2 separate regions of the Sus scrofa genome follow, and region 2 is linked to region 1. The links are chromatin contacts, called in public HiChIP or PLAC-seq maps. All regions are on one chromosome and are shown on one strand. Each heading gives the region's core, a stretch centred on a gene start, on an enhancer-like site or on the middle of the called end of the contact. The rest is flanking DNA. Distances are from core to core; before and after follow the strand shown. Region 1 holds the start of SEC61A2 (protein transport protein Sec61 subunit alpha). Region 2 holds the start of UPF2 (regulator of nonsense transcripts 2).

Region 1 (5,733 bases), core at 1,529-4,028:
TTTATGCTAAATTTCATATTCAATGAAGACTAGAGCTCAAATTGGGTAGTCAGTGAAGAGAAATACATGTTAATAGATATATTAACAATATCTTTTGTTTAAAATGACATATTATTCTTTTTTTTGTCTTTTTGCCTTTTCTAGGGCCGCACCTGCGGCATATGGAGGTTCCCAGGCTAGGGGTCTAATTGGAGCTATAGCCACCAGCCTACACCAGAGCCACAGCAACGTGGGATCCGAGCTGCGTCTGCAACCTACACCACAGCTCATGGCAACACCAGATCATTAACCCACTGATCGAGGCCAGGGATCGAACTCACAACTCATGGTTCCTAGTCGGATTCGTTAAGCTCTGAGCCACAATGGGGACTCCTAAAATGACGCATTATTCTTAGTAAAATAAAATTTTCTTTTTTATAAGGACAATTTTGTTCCATTGTACTAGGTTTTCCATGCACATACCATAAGCAAAAATATTCTAAAGCATAGCCTTTTTTTGTTCTGATTACATTACCTTAGTTTATTATTTTAAAAAATTCCTTGACTGACAATAGATAAAGTATTGCTTTTACAAGATTGAAGAAATACGGTTTAGAGAAATAAAAGAATTTCTTAATTATTATTATTTAAAGAAATTAAGAAGGAAGTCACAGGTTAAGAATCAAGACCTTGGAATTCCCGCTGTGACACCACAGGAGCAGCTGTGGCATCTCCAGAGCACTGGGATGCAGGTTCGATCCCCAGTCTAGCACAGTGGGTTAAGGATCTGGCATTGCTATAGCTGCAACTTTGGCTTGAATCTGTAGGGAAGCCTAGGCCACACAGAGAAGCCATTTGGAGATGTTCAAGCTGCCAGCTTCTGCTGAGGTCTTAGCTGTGAACCAGCTTCAGATGCCAGACTTGGGGTGAGAGAGCCTCCTGACAATTCAAGCCCCCAGCCTTGGAGCTGTCCCTGATGATCCCTAATGGAGCAAAGAGCCACGCAAGCCCAGTCTAAATTGTCATATGTACGTGCATGTGTATGTGTGTATACGTAAGTATGTAAGTTTGTTGAAAGACAAAGCTGGACACTAAAGTGGTAAGGACAGCTTTCAGTGGGTAATATACCATGTATGGCAGCAAAGAAAAGAATCCAGCGTGAACTAAATCCCACTTGAATGTGTATAGAGATGGCTGGCATTTAAGAGAAACAAGGGAGGAGAGAAAGGGGGTAGAATGGGGGCTCAGAGTAGAGTCAGGGAAGTGAAAAATTACACAGAACGGGAGGGCTTGGTCCATGTGAAAGCCATCCAGGCCTGTTAAGTGGTGAGAACTGCAGTTAGGCTCCTATCCTTCCACAGAGGCTGGGAGCCATGGATGCTGTCCATCTCCGAGTGCAACAAGGGGTCAATTCTTCCGGCAGCCTTGAGCTCCCCAGGCAGATACTTTAAGGGGGCCGGGGTCAGCCTAGGGATGGATGTATTAGGAATTACATGTTGCATTTATTCAACTCTTTATTGTCCAAGGTAAGGCCTAGTGGAAAAAGGGTTCAGAGGAGCCTGGCTAGAGTGTGGGCAAAGAGAAGTGTGTGTGTGCGCGCACGCCCGTGAGCACTTATGTATTTTGCTTCCTTCTTGGACATAGATCTGAATGTTAAAACGGATCATTGGATTTGGTGATTATAAGTGATTAAGTGACCTTTGAAGTTGCTTGTTTCATCAGGTGTTAGAGCAGAAGTTAGATCACAGGGGTTTGAAATTTGAGTAAGGAGGAGTTCCCATCACGGCGAAGTGGAAATGAATCCAACTAGGAACCATGAGGTTGTGGGTTCGATCCCTGGCCTAGCTCAGTGGGTTAAGGATGTGGCCTTGCGTGAGCTGTGGTATAAGTTGCAGACGCAGCTCAGATCTGGCTTTGCTCTGGCTGTGGCGTAGGCCAGCAGCTATAGCTCTGATTAGACATCTAGCCTGGGAACCTCCTTGTGCTACCGGTGTGGCTCCAAAAAGACAAAAAAGAAAGAAAAAAAAAAAGAAATAGGAATTAGGAGTTCCCATCAGGGCTCAGCGGTTAACAAACCTGACTAGCATCCATGAGGAGGCAGGTTCCATCCTTGGCCTCCCTCAGTGGGTTAAGGATCCAGCATTGCTGTGAGCTATGGAGAAGGTTGCAGACACAGCTTGGATCTGGTGTTTCCGTGGCTGTGGTGTAGGTGGCAGCTGTAGCTCTGATTTGACCTCCATATGCCTCGGGTGCGGCCCTAAAGATGCGGGAAAAAAAAAAAAAAAAAAAAAAGAATTAAAAATGTGAGGCCAGCAGATTTTTAAGGCTGTATTGCTTTCCTTTATACTATCCTGTCTGAGAGGGGACAAAAGGGATTAGTCCAGAGGGACAAAATTCTGATCTATTTCGGAGAAGCTAAAGAGTGTAGAGTGTAAGAGGGAGATAGTGGAGCGTTCAGAAGCTATTAATTTGGACAAAATGTCCCAAGTTTCTGAAAACTTCCTAGAGGTTCCAATAATTTGGAAGCAAAATAAAAAGTTTGTTTGGGTGACGCTGGTTCTAGGGGCTGCTGTTTCAGGCCTTGGGATCGAATCCGGCCTGCGTTCCTGGGGCTGCCGCTCTGGCTGGCAAAGAGATGACCCTTGCTGGACACTGAACTCGGAGACGTGCTCCCAGCATAAAGGCCTGGTTTGCTGTAGCCTCACAGAGCTTCCCTGCTCCAGGACCCCGCGTGAGCACGCCCTCGGGAGCGCCGGCGGTGGCCATGGCAACGCGGTGACGTCAGCGCACCAGCGGCCAACGGCCAGCGCCTCGTCGGGGGGCGGGGCAGGGCGCGTGTCACGTGGCTCGGGGCGGAGCCTGTGCCGGGCTGGCCGGAGCGCGTCGGGAGCTGGCGCCGAGGCCCCAGACGCGGGACCCGAGCTAAGGCCGCTCCGAGGCCGCTGGGCCCCGCCGGGCCACCGCAGCCGCCGCCATGGGCAGTGAGTAGCGGCGGCGAGGCTCCCGCCGGGGGCGCAGGCGCCGACGAACCGCGGGAGTGGGGTTGGCGCCCGCCCTGGCGTCGTCCGGCCCGCGGGCGGGGAGGCGCGGGCTGCGCCGGGCAGCTGCGGAGGGCGTGGGTTGGGGACCTCCGCCGAGGCGCCGCCAGTGCGAGGCCTCGCCAGGCCAGTTGCAGGGACCCGACCTGGAGGCCCAGGATCTAAGTTCAGTGGGTGGCGAGGAGCGGAGGACCGCGCGGGGAGGCCATTGGTTTCGGGGGCGGGGAGTTAGGCAACCGGGCGAAAACTGGACCACTGTTAATTTTTCAGGGGCTTTGGAAACTCATATTTTTATTCCCAAGTCACCCTTCCTTGGTATGTTAGTTGTGACGAGTGAAGCTCCCTGATTTGTTTCATTTTTTTTAAAAGCGATGCATGGCGTGTGTTGTAGGCGAGGAAAGGAGGTTGGTGGTATAGCATTTTCCTTAAATTTTGTATTTAAGTCATTCTGTAAGCATTTACTGAAAACTCAGCATAAGGGCATATAAGCTTTGGGGACAAGGCCTTGTATAATGGGGATCTTTTGAGGGCCGTCTCCCGAACGCAACACCACGTATCTTCGCAAATATTCTTACATAGCTGTTCGGGTGATTGTTGGATGAATGGATTACCGCAAACCCAAGCTGTGCACCCATTGGCCAGCCAACTAGGAGACATTTGGGGAAGCTAGGAAGGAAGTAGGGGCGACACTTGGGCTTGAATTTTCAGTATAAAGGGTTAAATTTTGCAACACAGGAGTAGACAAGTGGCAGACAAAAGCATTGCTTGAACCTGAACACTCCAACGCATGTGATCATAAGCCAAGAAACCTGGGAGGGCACGTGGTTGAAATGGGAACGAAAAGGGGTGACGGGGATTCCAGGACATTTCCTGATGGGATTGACGTTGGTTCTGCATTGGAGATGAACATTTTCCATAATTCACATTTACTTTCAAAGTCATCTGAAATGGTACGTGGCCGACACACACCTGCCCATGAGCATTTTCGGCATTCTTCTGCCAAACATCAGTGGCTGCCATCATTTTGGGAGGTTTTATAGCAAGAGCGTAGAGTCCCCTTTTGGCTAACTGCTGAGGTGTCACTCCGCACGTCAGGTGTAAAACAATTTCGTGATGTCAGTGAACAGAATCCCGTGTTTGTGAGGGAAGATGACCACCGCTAATAGCTCGTTGTGGCTTCTTGTGTTTCTGGACATGGCAGACACTGGCAAAGGCTGAGGAATTGTCATTTTCATCCTCCAGTTCTTTGGCAGGACTTGACTCAAGCCATGCCAGAAGAGAGTGCCTAGCCTTAAAGAACCTTCAGTGATCTTACTTTTATATATTACGAGTTGTCTGGGAAAACAGTACTTTCTAATGAAGTGTCATTGTCCTTACCTGGGCTGATGACTGCACAAGGGCTGAGAGGTCCTTAGGTGGGAGAGCGACCCGCAGTGAATAGTGACCTAAGGAAATGAAGCAGAGATTGAATACAGTGTTTTAAAAACCTGTTTATAAAAGGTGGTGCCGTGATGTTTCTCACTTGTGCATCACGGTGTGTTTCAGTCCCAGATGCAGTCGGCCCTGCAGTTTCAGCCCATTTCCTGTTGGACTTTCCCCCTCTGATTGTCCTGTTTCCTTCTGTGGTGTATGGACTTGTGGGTGGCCTGGGTTTGCTCTTTTTGGTGTAGGGATAGTATCCCCTTTTTTTTGCATATATTAAAGAGCTGGGATTCCGGCATGAGAAAGCAAAATTGTGGCACCAGGATCATCGCATCACTTTGCTTCTACTGATCAGCCCTTAAACCTTTTGGATTCTTTTGTCCCTTGAATTATGTCTCCTTCCTCATAGATTTGAAATGGAGACCATCATGATTAATTCTTTTGGGGGATGAGGTTGGGATGGATTGCCCTAAAAGAGAACCTTTGTATTTGATTCTGTAAAAAGATACGTCTCTTTTTTTAAAGCTTTGTAATAAGGATATTTACTTATTTATTTTAACAGTCAAATTTTTAGAAGTTATCAAACCCTTCTGTGCCGTTCTACCAGAAATTCAGAAACCTGAAAGGAAAGTAAGTATGATATTTTAGTAGTATAGAGGGTCGCTAAATGACCTGTGCTGTTAAACTAGCTAGATTGATTGATTTTCCCCAACCTTTTTTTGGTTGTAGTTAGAAAAATATCACCTGATCTTCCTCCTTTGCGAGAGGCACGGAGTAAATAAAACTATTTACAGACCTTTTCAATCTAGATGCTGTATCTTGTGGTTTCAGAAGTGACTGTTCTTGGAGTTCCCGTTGGGGTGCAGTGGGTTAAGAACACAACTGCAGTGGCTCCAGCGGTGGAGGAGGCAAGGGTTCTGTCCCCACCAGGTGCAGTGGGTTAAAGGATCCGGAGTTGCTGCAGCTGAGGCGTAGGTCACAGCTGTGGCTCGGACTCATTCCCTGATCTGGGAACTTCCATATGCCATGGGTGCAGTCATTAAAAAAAAAAAAAAAAAAAAAAAAAAAGACTTTAAGTTTTGCCGTTTCCAAAGCAGGCGTTTCTTTGGCCTGTGTGTTAGATAAGATTCCGTATTCTGTCTGTCATGATCCATCGCACTAGGAATGATCCAATCTCTTGGGTCAGCTTTGTTTTTTTTTTTAAATGGGGTCGACTGTGATGAGTACAGCTGTTTCCCATAAATGGATTGCGGCTGTGCAGGTGTGTCCCTCCCATTTCTGGATTTCTTCCATC
Region 2 (5,733 bases), core at 2,177-4,676, 76 kb before region 1:
ACACTGTTTTAACTTTAGTCATAGTCCAGCTAAAATACTGGGGACGAGGTAATTCCCAAGGTAACAAGACAATCTTCACTTAGGGATATTTGTAATTATGTGCAAATAATAATAATAATGTTTGTAAAAAATTTGTATTTTCTGATGTCTAGCAGCAACACACAACATTTCAGCTGATACAAGAAAGTACAGTTCTCAGAATACAAAAAGAATAGCACCAGGGGTTCCGGCCGTAGCACAACAGGATCAGCAGCATCTTGGGAGCACTGGGACACAGCTTCAATCCCTGGCTCCATACAGTGGAAAAAGGATTCGATGTTACCGGAGCTGCAGCTGAGGTCACAGCTGTAGCTCAGACCTGATCCCTGGCCCGGGAATGCCATATGCTGAGGGGCAGCCAAAAAAGGGAAAAAAAAAAAAAAAGAACAGCATTAAAATTTCTATTTGTAATTAATATCTCATTTATGAAGATGAAATTAGACATTAAATTCTGTTAAAATATTAAGACATTCACTTGGGGAGTTCTCTTAAGGTACAGCAGGTTAAGGATCTGGTCTTGTCGCTGTAGTGGTCTGGGTCGCTGCTATGGCGTAGATTTGATCCCTGGACTGAGAACTTCCATATGCTGCAGGACCAGCCAAAAAAAAGAAAGAAAAAAGAAAAAAGAAATTCATTTGGAACCTGACAAATTGAAAAAAGATCAACATTTATTAGCGTAACAGTCTCTCAAACTTTGGTGACTCAACTTTTGTGACTCTCTACAGTATTTATTCAATGGACTTTTTTTCTTTCTTTGGTCTTTTTTTTGTCTTTTTAGGGCCTCACCCGCGGCATATGGAGGTTCTCAGGCTAGGGGTCATATTGGAGCTGTAGCTGCTGGCCTACACCACAGCCATGCCAGGTCCAAGCCTTGTCTGTGACCTACACCACAGCTCACAGCAACGCCAGATCTTTAACCCACTGAGTGAGGCAGGGATCCAACCCTCATCCTCATGGATACTAGTCTGGCTCATTAACTGCTGAACCATGACAGGAACTCCTATTCAACAGATTTGTGTTTTCTGTATCAAACTGCAGTAGGCATTAATGACTTAGATTCTGCTCTGGACCATGACAAAACAGATTCTCAATAAGACCCTTAAGTCTTGGTCCTGGTGCCTTCTTTGAGTCATTTCCTCCTTGCATTACAAACATATACTGAAAGTACACACAGAACTAAATTTCAGTGAACAAAAAATACGATGAAAATCTAAAGGTTCATGTAAAAGCAACAATGCAACATGTGAAAATACTATAAGCTTTAAAGTCACTCAGACTTTAAGTTTGCATCCCAACTCTGAAACCTGCTAGTTATCGAAACTGGGCAATGTAACTTCTCTGAGTCTATTTATCAATAAAAAGGAGATACTGCTACCTCTCCGACAGAGTTCTTACACTTTTAGCACAAGAGTAAGGCAGCATTCAACAAATGTTTATTCTTTCACAGACAACACCGAAAAGTTCACCCTAAAATGAGATTTTTCAAGTTAGAAGTACTAGATTTTAGCTACTCCAATCCTCAAGTTTTACAGAGTGACCTGCCCAAGATTACACAACTAGTTGTAGTGGCTGCACTGAGACTGTGTGTCTAGTGCTCTTTTCAACTACATACTATGACTCTAAAATTTTAAAAACCAAATAAAAGATATAAACATAACTCAGATTATGCATTTCTGTATCAATTTAAAAAAATAAAACTGAGCATTAAATTTTATTGAATGAAATACAAAAATGTCTTTAAATTATCTTACCAAACACATGCCCTAAACAAATATTTTACCTAAAGTATTCAAACAGTCTTTCAAATAAAACCCAAAACTTTTAAATAGGTTCTATCTCAAAATAAGATAAAATCAGTGACCTTTGAATTGGGATACAATCAGCTTTTACAAGTTATTTTATCAAGTACAATTACATTCACACAGTCCTTAAAAGGAAGCCACGCTTTAAAACCACCTTCCTAGCTCCCAAAATAGTGTCCTGGCCCTGGGCTGTGTATTTTATTTGGTTTTCTAAGTATACTCTGAACTTGCAAAAGAAAGTAAAACTACTTTACTAGGAAAACAGGTACTACCAATAGTGTGTACCTGGAGTGCAGAGAAAGGGGGGTTTCCCTTTTAATCATATTCCTGCACAAAGTACCAAATGAACTATGTATGAAATCACAATGAGTCTGCTCCGAAAATGCTCCAGAGTAAAAGAATGCCGTTTTACCTTTTAATTCTGGGTTATTCATTCAAAATGTTCTTAAGGGCAGAACCGCACCAGGGGCATTACCTCCCAGTCTTTGACTTTAAAGAAACGTCCGCAGTAAAAGGGACTCATTCAAAGTTTTCCCAAATTTCGCCAGAGTTCAAAAACGGTATTCTTGAAGAGCTGTACAATTCTCATCAACACCTAAAAACTGTGCTAAATGAGAAGAGCGAGTGGTAGTTTTGCTTAGATCCGATGCCTCACTAAGTACAAGTCCGGTCCTGAGGGTACCCCCCCCCCAAGCCTGTAAGCTGGCTCTGCTTGGCCAACCTGGAGACCAAATACCCCGAGATCATCTCCTTAGTTCAACTGTGCCAACAAGAGAAGACCTGGAGCCCCGGGATGAAGGCAAAGTGAAGAATCACCGGCCCATGGGACTGAAAAGAAGCACACCGAATAATCCTCGCCCACCACTCCCAAGTACACCCAAACCCCTGCGCCTAAACACAGCGCTCCCACAACCCCCTGCTCCTGCTCCACACGCCTCGACCCCCCTCGCTTCCCGGCCACAACTCCCCTTCCCCCGGGGTCCACGGTCACCTGCGCCGACCACCCCCGCCCCAGCCCTAACTTCGCACCCCACACTCCCTCACCACCGGAGCCCGACACGCTCCGGCCGGTCCCCGGCTCCGCATCATCCCACACACGCACCCGCCCGCTTCCTCGCCCTCGCTTCGTTCCCGGCTCCCGAAGAGCTCTCCCCAACCTCCTCGCCTCCTCCACACCCCCAAGCCCCTTCACCCCGCCGCGGCGGGCTCCCGGCCTCCGGCCCCGAGGCCCAGCCCCGGCATGTGGGGCAGGCACCCCTCTAGACCGCCCCTCTGGCCGACCCCGGGCCGGCGGCTCCCGCGTTGACGGGAACTCCCGAGAGAGAGGGGTCTGAGGAGGAGGACGCCGGACCCGCGGTCCGGCTCCCGCTCGCCGCCCCCGGAGCGCTGAGGTGCGGAGTCGCCTCTCGGGTCCCCCAGGGAGTAGGAGTCCAGGCCGGTGCCCCTCAGCCCCGCTCCCTCCCGGTCGTTGGAGCGGAGGAGAAGGAGGTTCCCCGGGACTCACCTCGAGCCTGTTGTCAACATTAGCCCCGGGTTTCCCAGCACCAACTCCAGCGCTCGGGCTCTCCCCTCCCCTCCCCCACCTAGCTCGCAGCCGAGGGCCCGCCTTCCCTCAGCTCCCCCTCCTCCCTCCGCCCGCCGGCCCTCCCGCCCGCCACTCACCAGCGCGGCCCGGCTGCGAGTGGGGGCGGGGCGGAGGGAGGTGGAAAGGAAGCAGCCGTCCGAGCGATTGCCGGACCGAAAACAGTCCGAGGCGCCCTTCCGCCGGCATCTCCACGTCCTTGGCTTAGCTTCGGGGTGGCGGGTCACGAGCAAAGTCTCAGATAGGTGCCGCACACATAGCGGCTGCTTCAAATTACCCACTCCTTTAAGAGGAGCTAATTTTTTCAGACAGGCAATGCGTAGGGCAGCCACAGCAAGCCCCTCAATCCAGGGCCTCAGTGGAGGGGGAGGAGTGTTCCGAGGACCGGAGGCAGGAAGTGGATTGGTCGCCAGGAAAGGGAAAGCTCCTGAATTGGAGGTACGCAGGCGCAGGCACTGAGGTGGGGGGGCCGGGGGGTAAAGCGAGAATGGGGAGGGGCGGAGCTAACAGGAGGTGAGGAAGGGCGGTGGAACGGTAGGCGAATTACGGGGCGCCATTAAGGACAAACTTAGCCACGTGACTCTCATGGGAGTTTCCTGGAGCGAATGTAAGGAAGAGGTCTAAGAAGGGAAAGTTTGATTGGATTAATGCATGGGGTGAGGTTGAAGATTTAGGAAGTTGAAAACTGGAGAGGTTAAAGAATATGGCTGGTGAGGAAGGTGCAAGTTGGTTAGGAACAGGTTTCGATTTAAGAGTGCCCTAGAAAGACTACGAAAGTCCGGTTGGGGAATTTCCAGAAGCAGTTTCAGGTGTTCCACCTAAAAGTACCCCAGGGTGAAGACAATTAAGGTTTTTCCTACACAGGTCTTAGAAAGTACCGTTCTAGCAAGCAGATTTTTTAAATTACAATGAATTATTAAATGAAATGACCAGGTTAAAAAAAATTTGCTACGCTTGCCATTTCCACTGAATGCGGAACCAAATCAACTTTTAAAAGTGGTACCAGCTTATTTTCTCTTAAATGTCTGAATTCGTGCATCTGGCCTCCAATTTTTATCCAAACATTGCTAAGGTTTGCCAGCAGAATCTGGCTGGGTGTTCAGTACTGGCCGGCTTTGGCTGGTCAGGAGCCAAAGGAGCAAAGGTGCAGAACTGGTCTTGATTCTTGCTCCACCTGCGGCGCCCCGCCCCCAAAGTGAGCTAGGAGCAACTAGAAACACTTGAGGCAGGTCCCTCCTATTCAGCTTTTGCCCATTTGCTTCTTTCTGTTTACTGTTTTTACTTACCATTTATTATTTTTTTCCCAACTGGGATATAATTGATTTTCAATATTGTATGTTTCAGGTATAGAGCGTGGTGATTCGCGAATTTAATAATTATTATAAAACATTGGCTATATTCTTTGTGCTGTGCAATATATCCTTGTAATGTTGCGGAAACCACAAAAACCGTGGCAATGGAAGGAGACAAACAGCACTCGGAAATATGGAAAAGCAAGGTTTATTCAGCACCGGTGCGGGCTCAGAGGAGTCACCTCCAGAGTCTGAGCACCAGGTCTTTGTTCTCAGTAACTTTTATACACTACAAGGTCTTGATTTTCCCATGTAAGCATCCCGGACCTCCCCCATCCCCAAGCAGTCTTCCTCCCTAAGAAACTGAGCCGGCAAGGTTGCAGAAGCGGAACTGATAAGCAATGCTGGGTACCTGATGAGCAGGGCTGCTGGCTTGGATATAGAGTACACAGTTGTTACATTATTATAAGAAGGGTGGTATAGTGATAAGCACAGCTGGAAAGGCTTGCAGCTGCCTTCTTAGCCAAGGGGGGGGGGTTGTTCTTTGGTTAAAACTCCATTTCAGTAACTTTATTATGCATAGTAGTTTGTACCTCTTAGCCCCCACCTCTACCTTGCCCCTCCCCCTGCCCTCTCCCCAGTTGTAACCACTAGTTTGTTCTCTATATCTGTGTCTGTTTCTTTTTTTGTTATATTCAGTAGTTTTTTTTATTTTTTAGATTCCACATATAAGTGATTACCTCAAGTATTTGTCTTTCTGTGTCTGGTTGATTTCACTAAGCATAAAACCCTCAAAGTCCATCACGTTGTTGCAAATGGCACAATTTCAGGTTTTTACTGCTGAGTAGTATTGCAGTGTGTGTGTGTGTGTGTATTTATGTGTATGTATGTACACGTGTGTATATATTTTATATATTACATCTTCTTTATCCATTCGTCTGTCGATGGACACTTAGGTTGCTTCCACTTACCGTTTATTCTTAGCATACACATTGCCCTTCCAAACTGAGTGTTGATA

The links. HiChIP or PLAC-seq counts read pairs in DNA pulled down with a chosen protein or histone mark.
Region 2: an H3K27ac HiChIP or PLAC-seq map of alveolar macrophages shows a contact between it and region 1. The contact joins the promoter of UPF2 here to the promoter of SEC61A2 in region 1. A contact is called at or near these places in 1 of 5 promoter capture datasets (liver), 5 of 47 Hi-C or Micro-C datasets (alveolar macrophages, epiblast stem cells, liver and 1 more) and 2 of 2 datasets of contacts at active chromatin or transcription factors (alveolar macrophages and skeletal muscle).

Annotation. Positions count from the first base shown.
Region 1 is chr10:59,814,084-59,819,816 of Sscrofa11.1, reverse strand. SEC61A2 (protein transport protein Sec61 subunit alpha) reads left to right here and starts at 2,778. Exons shown (of 12, transcript XM_003130808.6): 1 at 2,778-2,960; 2 at 5,002-5,069. The coding sequence starts at 2,954.
Region 2 is chr10:59,890,799-59,896,531 of Sscrofa11.1, reverse strand. It overlaps UPF2 (regulator of nonsense transcripts 2), which reads right to left and starts at 3,426. Exons shown (of 24, transcript XM_021064994.1): 1 at 3,346-3,426; 2 at 2,254-2,448.